Regions from separate parts of the Sus scrofa genome. Here regions 1 and 2 are each linked to region 3. Evidence: chromatin contacts called from public HiChIP or PLAC-seq data. All regions are on one chromosome and are shown on one strand. Each heading gives the region's core, a stretch centred on a gene start, on an enhancer-like site or on the middle of the called end of the contact. The rest is flanking DNA. Distances are from core to core; before and after follow the strand shown.

Evidence for each region. HiChIP or PLAC-seq counts read pairs in DNA pulled down with a chosen protein or histone mark.
Region 1: an H3K27ac HiChIP or PLAC-seq map of alveolar macrophages shows a contact between it and region 3. The contact joins the promoter of ANLN here to the promoter of HERPUD2 in region 3. A contact is called at or near these places in 1 of 47 Hi-C or Micro-C datasets (embryonic fibroblasts) and 2 of 2 datasets of contacts at active chromatin or transcription factors (alveolar macrophages and skeletal muscle).
Region 2: an H3K27ac HiChIP or PLAC-seq map of alveolar macrophages shows a contact between it and region 3. The contact joins the promoter of DPY19L1 here to the promoter of HERPUD2 in region 3. A contact is called at or near these places in 1 of 5 promoter capture datasets (liver) and 1 of 2 datasets of contacts at active chromatin or transcription factors (alveolar macrophages).

The regions. Positions count from the first base shown.
Region 1 is chr18:37,709,094-37,713,483 of Sscrofa11.1, reverse strand. ANLN (anillin) reads left to right here and starts at 2,545. Exons shown (of 24, transcript XM_021078546.1): 1 at 2,545-4,390.
Region 2 is chr18:38,798,038-38,802,749 of Sscrofa11.1, reverse strand. It overlaps DPY19L1 (probable C-mannosyltransferase DPY19L1), which reads right to left and starts at 1,407. Exons shown (of 47, transcript XM_021079309.1): 1 at 1,008-1,407. The coding sequence starts at 1,305.
Region 3 is chr18:38,282,158-38,286,558 of Sscrofa11.1, reverse strand. It overlaps HERPUD2 (homocysteine-responsive endoplasmic reticulum-resident ubiquitin-like domain member 2 protein), which reads right to left and starts at 2,039. Exons shown (of 9, transcript XM_021078631.1): 1 at 1,519-2,039; 2 at 902-1,315. The coding sequence starts at 1,048. LOC102161969 (a long non-coding RNA gene) reads left to right here and starts at 2,117. Exons shown (of 5, transcript XR_002340256.1): 1 at 2,117-2,427; 2 at 3,710-3,771.

The DNA of each region.
Region 1 (4,390 bases), core at 1,296-3,795, 570 kb after region 3:
CTTAACCCACTGAGCTACCAGGGAAGTCTTCTTTGAGAAAGCAGTACATTTGAGCTTAGATCCATTTAATGAGGAGCCAGCCTCATTAGATCTAGGAATGTAGATCTAGGAATGTCCAGGGGATGGAAACTTCTTAGGGCAAGAAATAATTTGGCATATTTTTATGACTGGAAAGAAAGGCCTAAGGGGCTGGAGACTAGTGGGAAAAAAAGGGAGACTATTGTGATATTTGGAGAATATTAGTTTACTAGGAGAGGCAGGCAAAGTCCAGATCATGCTGGGCTCTGTAGGGTATGATAAAGAATTTAGATATTATTCTAATTGCAGTAGAAGACATAAACTGGCTCTAAATAAGAAACTGATACTATATAATTTATACTTTAAAAAGCTCCCACTTTATAAGTAAACCACTAAAATTAATAAAATAGTTCAGTAGATTTGCAATATCATATTCTTATATATCAGTGATAGCTTTAAAATATAATTTAAAAAATACCATTTATAAGAACAATAACAAAAAAAGCTGCACGGGAATAAATGAAAGACTTTTAAGCTCTTTATAGAAGTACATTGCAAACATTTTTGGATGATCTTAAAGTAGGCCTAAGTTAATGAAAAGACCTGATATCACAAAGATGTCAATTTTCTCCAAATTAATTTGGTAAATTATAATTAAAAAAAAAATCTCAAGAGGATTTTCTTTTCCTTTTTAGGGCTTGACACTCTGACCTCAAAATTTATGCGGAAAAATAAGGGGACAAAATAAACCAAGTCAATTTTTAATTTGCCCTATCAGATATCAACACATAATGAAGATGGTTCAATATTGGGAGAGGAATAAACAAATAGACGAATAGAATAGAATAAAGAGCTACTAAATAGACCGACACATACATGAAAACTTGGTACATTACAAAAATGGCATTACAGGTCAGTGGGGAAAGGACAGACAATTAATTAACTGTTGCTAATACATTTGGTTATCCCTATAAAAAACAAGACCAATCCAGGTAACATAAAGACATAAAAACATACTTTGTAGAAGAAAATATGGGAGAACATCTCTCTCTCTCTCTTTTTTTTTTTTTCTTTGGCCATGCCTGTAGCATGTGGAAGTTCCCAGGACAGGGATCCAACCTGCACCACAACAGCAATCCAAGGCACTGCACTGACAACACCAGATCCTTATCCCAATGTGCCACAGGAAACTCCCTGGAGAACATCGTTACAACCTCAGGGTGGGAAAGGATTACTTGAGACATAGAGGTACAAACTCTCTTGGAAACATACATATGTTTGATTACATTAATAGTAAATATTTCTGTACATCCAAGGCAACCTAAAGTGAAGACAAACCATAAACTAGAAAAAGACGTTTGTCAGCCAAAAACCAAGAGTTATTTTCCCATAAAACAGTAAACAACAAAAAGTCTACAAATCAATAAGAAAAAGCAACATTAAAAAAATGGGCAACAGGAGTTCCCACTGTGGTGCAGAGGAAACGAAACCAACTAGGAACCTTGAGGTTGAGGGTTTGATCCCTGGACTCACTCAGTGGGTTAAGGATCTGCTGCTGCCGTGAGCTGTGGTGTAGGTTACAGACACAGCTCGGATCTGGTGTTGCTGTGGTTGTGGTGTAGGCCAGCAGCTGTAGCTCTGATTCAACCCCAAGCCTGGGAACCTCCATATGCCATGGGTGTGGCCCCAGAAAGAAAGAAAGAAAGAAAAAAAAGGGCAACGGATATGAAATTGAAATTCACAGAAAAGGAAAACCGAAAGGCTAATAAACACATGAAATAATTCTCACTTTCATGAGTAATAGGAGAAATGCATATAAACAAGAATGACAGAATCTAAAAAGTATCTGAGTAGCAGGAAGGCACTAGAGTAGCAGGCATGCTCATATACTGCTGATTGGAATATAAATTATTACAATCATTTTAAAGAGCAATTTATTTTTAACATCTGCAATAATATTGAGATATATTTATTGAAAGAATTCTCTAATTCCTCGGTATATTATCCTAGAGGAAGTTTTGCATGTATGTATAAGGAGATATAAAAATATTCATGGCATCATGGAATTTTTGGAGTGAAAAATTGGAAATGAACTAATGGCCAATTAACAGGATAATGGATATGTAAATTACAAGTATATTAATACAATAAAATATAGCAGTGGGAATGAATAAAATGCAGCTATACCTGTTAGTGATGATGAGTCTCATAAAGAGACTATTGAGAAAAGAAACCGACTACAGAAATTTTTACTTACGGCAAAAATAAAATTTATGTGAAACACTATATTGAGTAGATATGTAGATGTAATAAAAGTACATACACTTCATGGGAATGATAAATATCAAAATCAGGAGTTTTACTGGTGGAGAGTGGAAGGTGAATGGGATTAAAGAGGAACACACAGGAGACTTCAATTAAGCTGGGGGTGGGTACACTGTGATTGTTTTATTCACTAATCCCTTGGTAAACTGGAAATACTTTATAATACAATTTTTTTTTTTTTTTTTTTGTCTTTTTGCCATTTTCTGGGCCTCTCCCGCGGCATATGGAGGTTCCCAGGCTACGGGTCGAATCGGAGCTGTAGCCACCGGCCTACATCACAGCCACAGCAACTTGGGATCCGAGCCATGTCTGCAACCTACACCATAGCTCACTGTAACGCTGGATCCTTACCCACTGAGCGAGACCAGGGATCGAACCCGCAACCTCCTGGTTCCTAGTCAGATTCGTTAACCACTGAGCCACAACGGGAACTCCTATTATACAATTTTTAAAAGGAGAAAAGTAATTCTAGCCTATAAACTGAAAGATGAACTACTAGGGAGCAAGAAGGGAGAGGCCCATTAGACGGTAGTTGCAATATTCTAAGCAACTGGACTTCGGTTTCTAGACAGATTCTGGCACAAGGTGGGTGTTTAATAAACTTCAGCCACTGTGTGGTGGCTGCTGTCATCATCATTGTCAGGGTAGATACAGGGGAACTATGGAGAAAGATAAACTAATGTTTTGAGTGGTTATATTGAGCTACATGCATTATTTACCTCTTTTAGTCTGGACAAGAATCTAATTTCTAGAGAATCTAAGGCTCACAGAGGCCAAAGCTAGAAAGCACAAAGCTTCATAAATTTCTAATGACTCATTTTCCAATGTTGTGTAAACTTCCCCCTGAACCCTTGCTCTCCTCACCACCCCCACCCACCCATCACTTTTTGTCCAGCACTTGAAAAAAAATTCAAGCATCTTCCCTCTTTGTTTCATAAGTAGCATATTTTGAGTTAAATAATTCAATAAACCAAACACTTGGATAGAGCCTTATTACTAAATACGGAATACTTTTGGACCTCTCTCAATTTTTCACCTGATACTCCTAATAACTCTGAGGAAGGCAGGGCAGTTGATTACCTATGTTTTACAGATGAGTAAACTAATATGCAGAGAGACTAAATCAGAGGTTCTTAACCTGGTGGCCATGAAGGTCATGGAATCACGTTAAAGAGTTTATGATCGAGTGGGCATTTTCCAGCTTTAATTGTATTTACTAAGAAGTCCATGACTCCCCCAAAGGCTGAAAAATAGTGGGTTAAATAATTTGCCTAAAGCTTAAGGTCACACGGTTCTTGGTAGAACCAAGACCCCAAGCAATTTCTTCTTGGCCCAAACTCAGAATTTTTTTTTTACGGCCACACCTGTAGCACATGGAAGTTCCCAGGCAAGGGGTCCAATCCCAGCTGCAGCTGCAGGCCTACACCACAACCACAGCAATACCAGATCCGAGCTGCATCTGGGACCTACCAGATCATGGCAACAACGGATCCTTAACCCAATGAGTGAGGCCAGGGATTGAACCCACATTCTGGTCAGGTTCTTAACCTGAGTTAAGAAGCTGAGCCACAACAGGAACTCGAAGAATTCTTTTCATTCCAACCAAAATTCAAGTTAGAGATATTATTAGTGAAATACTTTTGTAATGCCGATAAGATAGAAAGGTTATTATTTATTCTGAAACTTCTAACTTGGGAGAAATACTTTGGTTCAATTGTTGGGCAGTTACCCAGCAATCTACACAGTGTTATAGATGAGCAAGTCATAACCTGGTTGTCTTTATAACAAGCCCTAGTATGGCTAAATTAGAAATGAATCTGATACAGTAAATATATATAATGTATTTCACAATTCTTAGTAATCTCTAAAGAATCATTAGGAGACACAGCTTGATCCACTGCTGGAAAGCAGACTGAGTTGAGAATGGGATTTTCATTTCTCCTGGACCAGTTAATTAATGTCTCAGGGTCTCCCTTGTCTCAGTTGTAAAAGGAAGAATTAAAGTGGGTGGCTTCTCAGCTCTAACATCCTATGCAGTTTGATGGGA
Region 2 (4,712 bases), core at 158-2,657, 520 kb before region 3:
TCACACGGTGATGACTGTGGTTTTTATCATTGAGTCGCTTCTAGTGATGGCTGTGATCTCAGGGGAAGACTATTTGCTCTGTCCTATTCCCTGGTCTACACTGAACTCCAAATCCTTTTGGGTCACTAAGGGAATGTGAAAGGGTAATAAGGGATAAATCACCAATAGTTAAATAATTAAGCAGCCAAAGCCCATTAACAACATTATATTGGAAAAGTAGTGTTACAGCATTTTACTTGCTGACTTAAGAAAAATCTGGCCTATTATCCAAACTGCTATAACTTGCCTTATCAGAATGTCAATCAGGAAACAAAGGAAACCTCAAAACGGTCCACAACATGTGAACAATTTAACTTTATTTCTTTCAGCTCATCGCTACGTATCATCCGTTTGGTCAAGGCCCGAAAGACGAGGGCAGCCCTCCAAACCAATCGTTCGCCAGGTCAGCAGTGTCCCAGCTCAGGCGCCCAAAACACAACACAACCGGGAAAGTGATGTGCGGAGGGGAATCACTAAGTGCCACCAGCTGTGGTTGCAGCCAAGAAGAAAAAAAGCACGCTAAAATTTAATTATAAGTTTAGCAACTTTCTAGGACAGGCAACCTGCTTTTGCTTTGGGCTCCAAGTAATCGCAAACCATCCTCCGGAGCAGGGGCCGAGATAACGGGAAGGCAGCCGGTCCGCGCCAATCAGCAGCGCCCAAGTCTCGTTAGCGCAGACCTGCCAGTTCGCGGCCAGACCGGGCAGCTGTTGATCTCGGGGCCATTTTTTTTAAAGCCGACACTGAGAGCGGGTAGGAAGGGAGCGAGGAAGGCTGAGCCAGGGCGGGGGAGGGGAGGAGAAGGTAAGGACGTCCCAGGAAAAGTCGGAGAGGGCTGCAAACTGACGGAAACCGGCCGGCGGGGCTCGGCGGCACAGAAGCCGGAGGAGAGAGGAGCGGAGGGGGAGAGGGGGACCCGTGCCTCAAAGTTCCGCGTCCCGGCGGCGCCCGCGCGCTGGGCTGCTCACCTAACAGGAGCGTGGTCCAGGTCCGGCCGCGCCCCGAGCGCCGCAGGCCCAGCGCCCCGCTTAGTCGAGCCGCCAAGCGCCCCCCGAGGCCGCCCCCGGCCGCCGGCGCGGCGGGCTCCGCGCGGAGCCCCTTCCTGCCCGCGGCGCCCTTGCGCCGAGGGGACGGGGGCGCGCGCTCGGGCCCGGGTTCCCCGGCGCCGACATCTGGCGTCCCCCTTAGCGGCGACTGAGAGGCGCGGGGCGGCTGGGGCGGCTTGGGGGCCGCTTCCCGGTGCTTGTTCCGCGCCTGCAGGACCATCTTGGCATAGTCGCGCCCGCTCGCTGCGCGCGCCCGGACGGCGGCCGGGGAACGGCGGGCTGGCGGGGCGGCCCCGGCGCCGCTCACTCTCCGGCGGGCGGGCGGAGGGCGGTCCGGTCCCTCCCCGCCGGCGGGGAGGCGGGGAGAACTGCAAGGCCGGGCGGCGGCTGCCTGCCTGGCGGTGCTGCCGGGAGGCGGCGCCGGACTCGCGCGCCCGCCGCCGTTGCCGCCGTTCCGGTTGTCACGGCGACCGTGGAACGCCAGGGGGCGGGGGCGGGGACACCCCGCGAGCGGCCGCAGCCGCGGCCCCGCCCCTGCTGCCCCTCCGCGCCGGACGCGCGCTCCCGGCCGGCAAGCGCGCACGCGCCGACTTCCGGCGGGGGCGGGGGCCGACCCCGGGCCGCCCAGCGACCCCGGCCAGGTTTGGAACCCGCGCAGGAATCTGCAGGTTTGAGGACGCGGACTGCCCAGCGGGAGTGGCGGTCCCACCCTTTGGGAGCGACGGGGAAAGAAGAAGGGCCCTCTCTGGGCGGGCGCAGCTGGTCGAAGTTTTGGACCCGATTAAGGCTGCAAGTGGAGCTCGGTGAAGCCCGCGTGGCCCAAGCAACTCGTTGCGGAGGCGGCTAGACCCGGGAGGAGGCGCTAGAGAAGGACCACTTGGGGGCGCTGTGTGTGCGCTCTGGAGTTCTCGGTGGCCCTGCTGCTAAAAGGCTAGCTGCCCAAAGTCCAGCCAAAGGGTCACGTTACTCCACCCTGTGTGGCCTCGTAATTTAGAACGCTGCCTAGTGCAGCTTCCGCTTTCACAAACCCGACGAGCGGGGCAACCCGATTTAAAATGGCAGTAGAGTATCAGGGTGAGCTGATAAAGGTCGGGACAGAAGTGTGTGCCTGACATTAAAACCAAAAACCAGGGGTAGCAGCCTAGACTGAGGGTAATAAAATTGAATGGACTGAGAAGGAAAGATTAGCAATGAGAATGTCCTGTTAGTTTCAAATGCTATATAACCTTATGGCTTGAAAGAGAGTAGAACTTTATTTGATGTTAAATACAAGCCTTTAGTTGAAAACGTATTTTCTTTCATGCAGCAGCAGAAGGCATGACTGAAGGAAGCCTAGGAAGATTGGGAAAACCAGGCAACTTTCATTTACCTTCCACCCCCGCCCCCACATCCCTGCATTTTTTGCACAAAACCCTGCAGCCTCGTGGATCACCGAAATGTTCCTTACCTTTAAATCCAATGAGCTTGTTCCAAAAAGTTGTCCTTAGTTCCCAATTTTGTATATCAAGCCACATGATTCTGATTATCTCCACTGTAATCCTAGAGGCTTCACGTGGCTATGGGTCCTCTCCCTTGTTTCTCTGCCCAGTGATTTAAGTAACTTAATACCGGCATTCACTTACTTTTTAAAGGCAGTGAATTATTTTGTAATAGTTTTTGCCATGCAAATTAATAATTCTCCGTACTCTGTATTTTTGTGAATTTGGATTTTCAGCTGTCTTTTATCCCAGGAGGGAACGACTATTTTTGGACACTGGTTTTTGAAAAATTATTGAAAGTGATTTTAAAGAATGTTTACATTCTGAAACAGTGTGTCTGATGGATCCAGTGTTACCCTGTTAGATTCAACTGGTATCACTTTACCAGGGTAAACAAACACTGAATGGATAAATGAGTGACTGAGTGAATGAATGCAGGAAATAACATGACCAAATGATGATTTATAATGCTGTGTTTTGTAGTGCACTTGAAAGTCACTTAGTTCTAGCCCTCCTCTCCTATATTCTCAAATTTCTGAAGGACAAAGCATCTTTCCTACTCAGCTTCATATTATCCCACAGAGCCTAACCTGGAGCCTGTCTATGAAAGTTTATTGAATTGAACTGAAAGAGGGACATCTGTCTTTTAAGACACACCCAGGAGGGTTTGATCAGTTCCACCAGTGCTGAAGAGCCCCTTCTTGGCAACCAAGAAGACTGTAAAATATTAGTTAAAATGGTAGGTGAAAACTTGTACTTGCAAATAAATAAATTGCAAATTTATTTTATTGGCAACCAAGTGAAGAATCCCCGAAAGGGGCATTCTAACATATTGGTCAAAAAACATGGTAACCGTAGATCCATGTTCTAGTCTTTGCTCCTATATACCGGTCCTGTGTCCTTGGCCAAGTTACCAGACCTTTTTGAGTCTCAATTTCCTCATCCCTAAAATAAAAGTAATAAAAGCATCTACCCTACAGGTTTGTGAAAATTAAATAAGACAATGTATATAAGGTATCTCACAATTACGTCCATCAAGGTAACTATCCAATAAATGTTCAAAGCAGTGAATGAGGTATAGAGGGTAGCAAGTCTTCTGTCCCAGAGCCTGAGGCTGATGGATGTAAGGATGCAGGAAGTAGGATGCAGAAGAGCAAGGACAGTGGTGTGATATTTGGACCAGTCCCACACTCTCTGGGCTTCAAGCTTATCAGCTGTCTGAGAACTGATCCTCCCCTAAAGTTCCTTGCTTCCCACGCATGCTTTACAAATGGTGACCATTCAGTGGGTCACTAAGCCTGGATAAAAGAAGCAACTGCTCTTACCCTTCTCTGCCCCACCAACACCCGCCCCCCCAAAGGAGGATGTTTCACACAGGGAGGGTGGTGAAGCAGAAAATGGAATAGTCATGAAGGTTATGAGTCAAATTTCATTTTGTCTTTATAACTCTGAGATCCACAAGAGCAGGGAGTGCAGTTCACTCATATTCCTATCTTTAGGCCAAGAGCTGCCACATAGTGGTGGATGCCAGAGAGAGAGAGTAGAAGGAAAAGGGAGAAAGGGAAACTGAAAGCTGCATTTAAAAAAAAAAAAAAAAATGTGTTGTACACAGATGATCCTATGAATTAATTCAAGATTGCAATGAATATAGATTAAGTATTACAATTAGTGGCCATTTTTTTTTCCCACAAGTTTCAGATGTGCCAGGAAGTTACTTCTTTATGTGACACTATAGAAACACTGGGTCAAGGCAGACAAATTAATTCCGAGGAAAGAAACCCAACAGAGCAGCCACTCATGAATTCCTCTCTGGTCACCAGTCCAAGCCTAATCCTTTTCTCTCCAAAACCTACACTTTGGGCATTTGAAATAAAAACTTTTCATGAAAAAAAAAATGTAAAACTTTGGGGAAGCAGAAAGAGGAGGTTAAAAGGAGTAAATGAGCATAAAATTTAAAAGACCATAAAATAATAGAGTAAGACAAGTAAATGCACCAAAATAGAGCCTAGCAGTATTAAAGCATAGGGACTAGGGGAACATTGTTAAATGAACAATGAAAAGCAAAACTGGTCAAGGCTAGACGGCTGGGAACCAATGTCCTTACTTCTTTACAATGGCATTTGAAAGCCCCTATTTAAAACTTCCAAAT
Region 3 (4,401 bases), core at 790-3,289:
TCTTTTTTTTTTTTTTATTTTCCCACTGTACAGCAAGGGGGTCAGGTTATCCTTAGATGTATACATGTCGTAGGGTTCTTAATGCACTGAACCACAATGAGAACTCCCCAAGACTTCGTAATTACCAACAATGTTGATAACTTTCAAATCTAACTTTGGGCACAGATGGAGCTGTACTATTTTATTATCTTTGCAATGTCCTGATATGATTCAGAAAGGAAAACACTGCCACGATGATTTACAAATGGCTGTATGAAAAGAATAAAAGATGAACCAAATGATGGGGGTAGAAGGACTGTTTTCTTCTAAATTAAAAAAAAATTTTCTGTGTCCTCTACAGGAGAAAAATGAGAAAGGGGGCAGAAGGAAAATGAATCTAAAACATATAACTCTTTGCTTCTTAAAACATATATACTAGAGTGGAACGTATAACTTTTATTGTGGTCACATACTTATTTCCAAGAAAAAATTCGCTCTTCAACAGTCGGCAAATTTCTGGGCCAGGCATTGCAAGTAAAAAGGAATTTTAGTCTAATAAGCGATAAGAGCTTTAAGATGGGTTGTAGTACTACTTCATCTTTTTTAAAAAAAGATAAAGAGGCATCTGTCATCCCCATTTTAAGTCCAAGGAAAATGGTCCTATTGTATGCCTGCCAGTTCTCGTGTCCCTTGATATTTCCCTATACTCTTACTAATTAACTGAACCTCATCAGGAAGATATTAATGATGTTTCACACACTCAAGAGAGACATAACCTCGGAATGCAAAATACTCTGCAGTCAAAAAGAGACCTATTTGATTCAAGGGGAGTTGGGGGAGAGGGGATGAGCGGGCGTTAAGGGAATACTTGGCACGAAAAGCTGCCGGCCAGAGCAGCTGCGCCCAGCTTTTAGACACTTACTGGTTTGCTAGGGTACACGTTAGACAGATGCGTTTTTAGTTTCCCCACGGTCCAGTTCAAGAAGCAGCTAATAGTCTGGTCACTGTATTTCTGATTCGGTGCTTTAATGATGAGGGTCACAGGAATCTCCATCCCATTTTGGTCCATGGTGCCCCCAAAGTCGAACAGAGTCACAAGGAGCAGCAGTTAAGCCTAAACGAGCCGAGGTGGTTACTGCCGGCGTGGCTGGGATGGGTACGGAAGCGAGTGGGTTGTTAATATCCCGTGTCCAAGTCAGTCACAAGTGCATCGGGCGATACAAAGGCCATTGCCGGCACCGAGGATGATGGACAGTGGCGGCAGCGGCGGCGGGGTCTGGGGCCCGGCCCAGGGTGCAGTTCTCCCCGCCAGGTCTAGGCTTCGCCGGGCTCCGGACTGCAGAGGGAGGCCGGGAGTAGAGAGAGAAAGCAATGAGAAGGGAAGGAGGGGTGAGGGCGCGACAACCCGAGCCCCCGCCCCGCCCCCGCCGCGACCCCCAAACTGAAACGCAACAAGGCCCCTACGCGACGGTCCCGCAACGCGGGCTGGAGAAGGGGGACGGGCCGCTTAGGGTGGTCAGGTGCGACAAGCAGGGCTACCTGTGAGATGGCCGCAAAGCCCGCCACCGCCGCCCTCTGCGCCCGGGCAGGGCCACTGGCCTCACTGTCCGGCCAAGCGTCCTCCGCTGAGGTTCTCTTCCTGCTGCTTGGCGGCGGCCACGGCCCGGCCCCGGGTCTCGCGAGGCGGCGCGGTGGCAGCGGGAGAAGTTGGCCGAAGGGCGCGGTCCGCTCTCGGCCTGACCGCTCGGTCTGAGCAGTGCTAGGCAGGGCGGCGCACCGCCAGGCGCGACCGAAGCGGCGGCAGGTGGCAGGAGGGCGGGGACTAGAGCCCAGGCGCCGGCCGCGGGCGCGCAGTTTTGTTGTTGTTATGAAGAAGGTCCGGGTTCCCTTTAAGCTGGAAGACCCAGGGCGGAAGTGCGTCATGCGCCGCCCGCAGCGGGGCGCGGTCTTCCCGGCCCTGCGGCCTGCTCTCCGCCCGCGCCGACCAGGGATACCCCGGACCGAATTCCGGGTCGCCCCGAAGCCACGCGGGCGCGTCTGAGCCCGCCAGGCCTGACCCTTCGCTCGGCTCCGCCTCCCCAGCGGCCCTCAGGCCTCGCCACTAGCGTAGGTGGCGCTAGTACATTCTGTTTTGACCAAACCCTAAAGACTTGTTAAGTGTTCCTCCACCCTTAGCGTTGTTTTTGCAAAAGTTAGTGTCCTTCCCGATGCTGAATCAAACTTCTGCTCAAAATGTCTTGTGTCGGCTGTCTGTAAAGCACTGGAGCTTTGGCGGAGCAGAGACTGTGAGACAACATTACTTAAGGAGAAGGGTTTCAGTTCAGATGCCCGGAGTCTGCTTCTACTTTCGTTTTACCCTGCCTAACCTTTCTGAGCCTCAGTTTACTTCTCTAAATGGGACAGTCATGCCTGCCTGACAGCGTGCTGCTCAATAAATGAGCTATGTAGGTAAGCCACCTGGTACAGTTCTGGCAGACTCTCAGTTCCATTTCTTTCCTTTGTCTTCTCTAAAGTTGATGAGTGTTTACTGAGCACCTACTGTGTGTTCAGTACAGTGGGAGATGAAGCGGGATGGCAGTGTTATTTTTGTTTTATGGCTTAGACAGGGAAGGCGAACTTTCTTCAGTCTACCTCCCAAAGCTGACTTACTCTCCATTTTCTGCACGAGTTTTAGGAGTCCATGCAGTAAGTTAAGTTTGTTAGACGTGCATTTTCATAGCTCCAAGCTTCCACTACAGGCGAATGCAAGCAGTTAATGTAAGGGGCTTTGGGGACCTGGTCTCTTCCCCTCTCAGCTTCACGGGGATTAGTGGAAGTTAGTGACCAGAGGAAATTCTTCCTCTCAACAGCTAATGCAACAGGATCCCTTACACCCCCTCGTTCACCTCTTTCTTTATGGTAGATCACCTACCATATCTTAACTGTACCCTCTCAATGCTCTTTTGAAATAAGAGTGAAATTCTCTATTTTTAGCATGGAATGAGAACAGCTTGCTTTGACTTGGGTTTTTGGTAGCAGACCCTGGTCTTTTTCTACCTATTGTCTAGTCATCCTAATAGAAGCTTAATACTAGCCACAAATACTTATTCAGACTCCTGTACACCTAGCAGCAGCCATTTGACGCAGTTCTAGACCACCCCACTTCTAGATGAAAGCTGGAGTTGCTGCTGGGGCTTCTAGGAAAGCTTTCAGATGAACATGTTCTGCAGACCAGAGCTCATCCTTGCCCTCCACTTGTCTTTCTTCCTGGAGGAATGTGATGCCATAAATGGGGCAGCCACAGCTCAGTCATGAAGCAACAAACAGGAGAACAAAGGCCTATGTTAAGAGGTTGGCAGAGCAGAACAATGAAAGAGGCTGGATCCTTTGTGGCATGATTGTGCCACCATATGTCCTAAGCTGTCTGTTCTAAGAATTCTTTTATGTCCAGTTCCTATTTAAACCAGAAGGTCTCCCCAACCACCACACCCACTATAAGCTCCTGTCACTTAACGCTTGTGACTCAGACTTCCAGGAATTCTTTAATGTGGTCATTTCACTTGACACTGTGAAGTATATGTTATTAGTATTAAGATGGAATGTATATTTCACTGCGACAGGCATTATTTAGAGTTCATCAAATATTCACTAACATGGACAAAAACATTTAAAAATGTAATGAATATATGAGTATAAAAATGATACAGTACCTGCAGTATCTGACAGAAGTGACTTTTTTTTTGCTTTACAGCCACCTGAATTAAGTACCTGAAAATACTTTTGATGCTGTTGAACTTGGCCACAATAAAAACAGTATGTAAAAATGACCCCATCTTTGTTAAATTATGTGTATGTGTGTATGAAACAATGTATGAAAGGATAGTCCCCAGAATTTTGATAATATTTAACTTTGAGGTAGGAAAAATTGTTAATATGAAGGGATGCAAGCTAGCAATTACTTACAGACTGCTATGAGCATTGAGTTACCTGTTTCAATCCTTATACATGTTGCAGATAAAGGGGAAATGAGAAAGAACAGCTACACATCTCAGTTATCATTTGCTGCTTAAAGACAGCCTCTAGTGAGACTGCTTAAGAGTAGGATGCTAATAGATAGACTGTTAACTATTCAATACACATAATCTTAGTTCCTAGTTCAGTAATTCAGAGTGATTTCTGCCCATGGAGTAGTTTTGTTTATAAAGTAAAACATTTAAAGGAAATTGTTTCTAGATAATAAAAATTGATTTCTAATATATGTGGGACTTTTTTTACTTCCAGTTCTTTTAACTGGGAAGGAGGGCAGCTAGCAAAAGCATTTATCACCTCATTCTGAGAGATTCCAGTTTCCTCTAAAATTTTAAAGAAAATAAAGTGCTTATTATTGAGAATTTCTTACTAAAATTTGGTATCCCTTCCAGAAAGGTAAAACACTTTAATGGT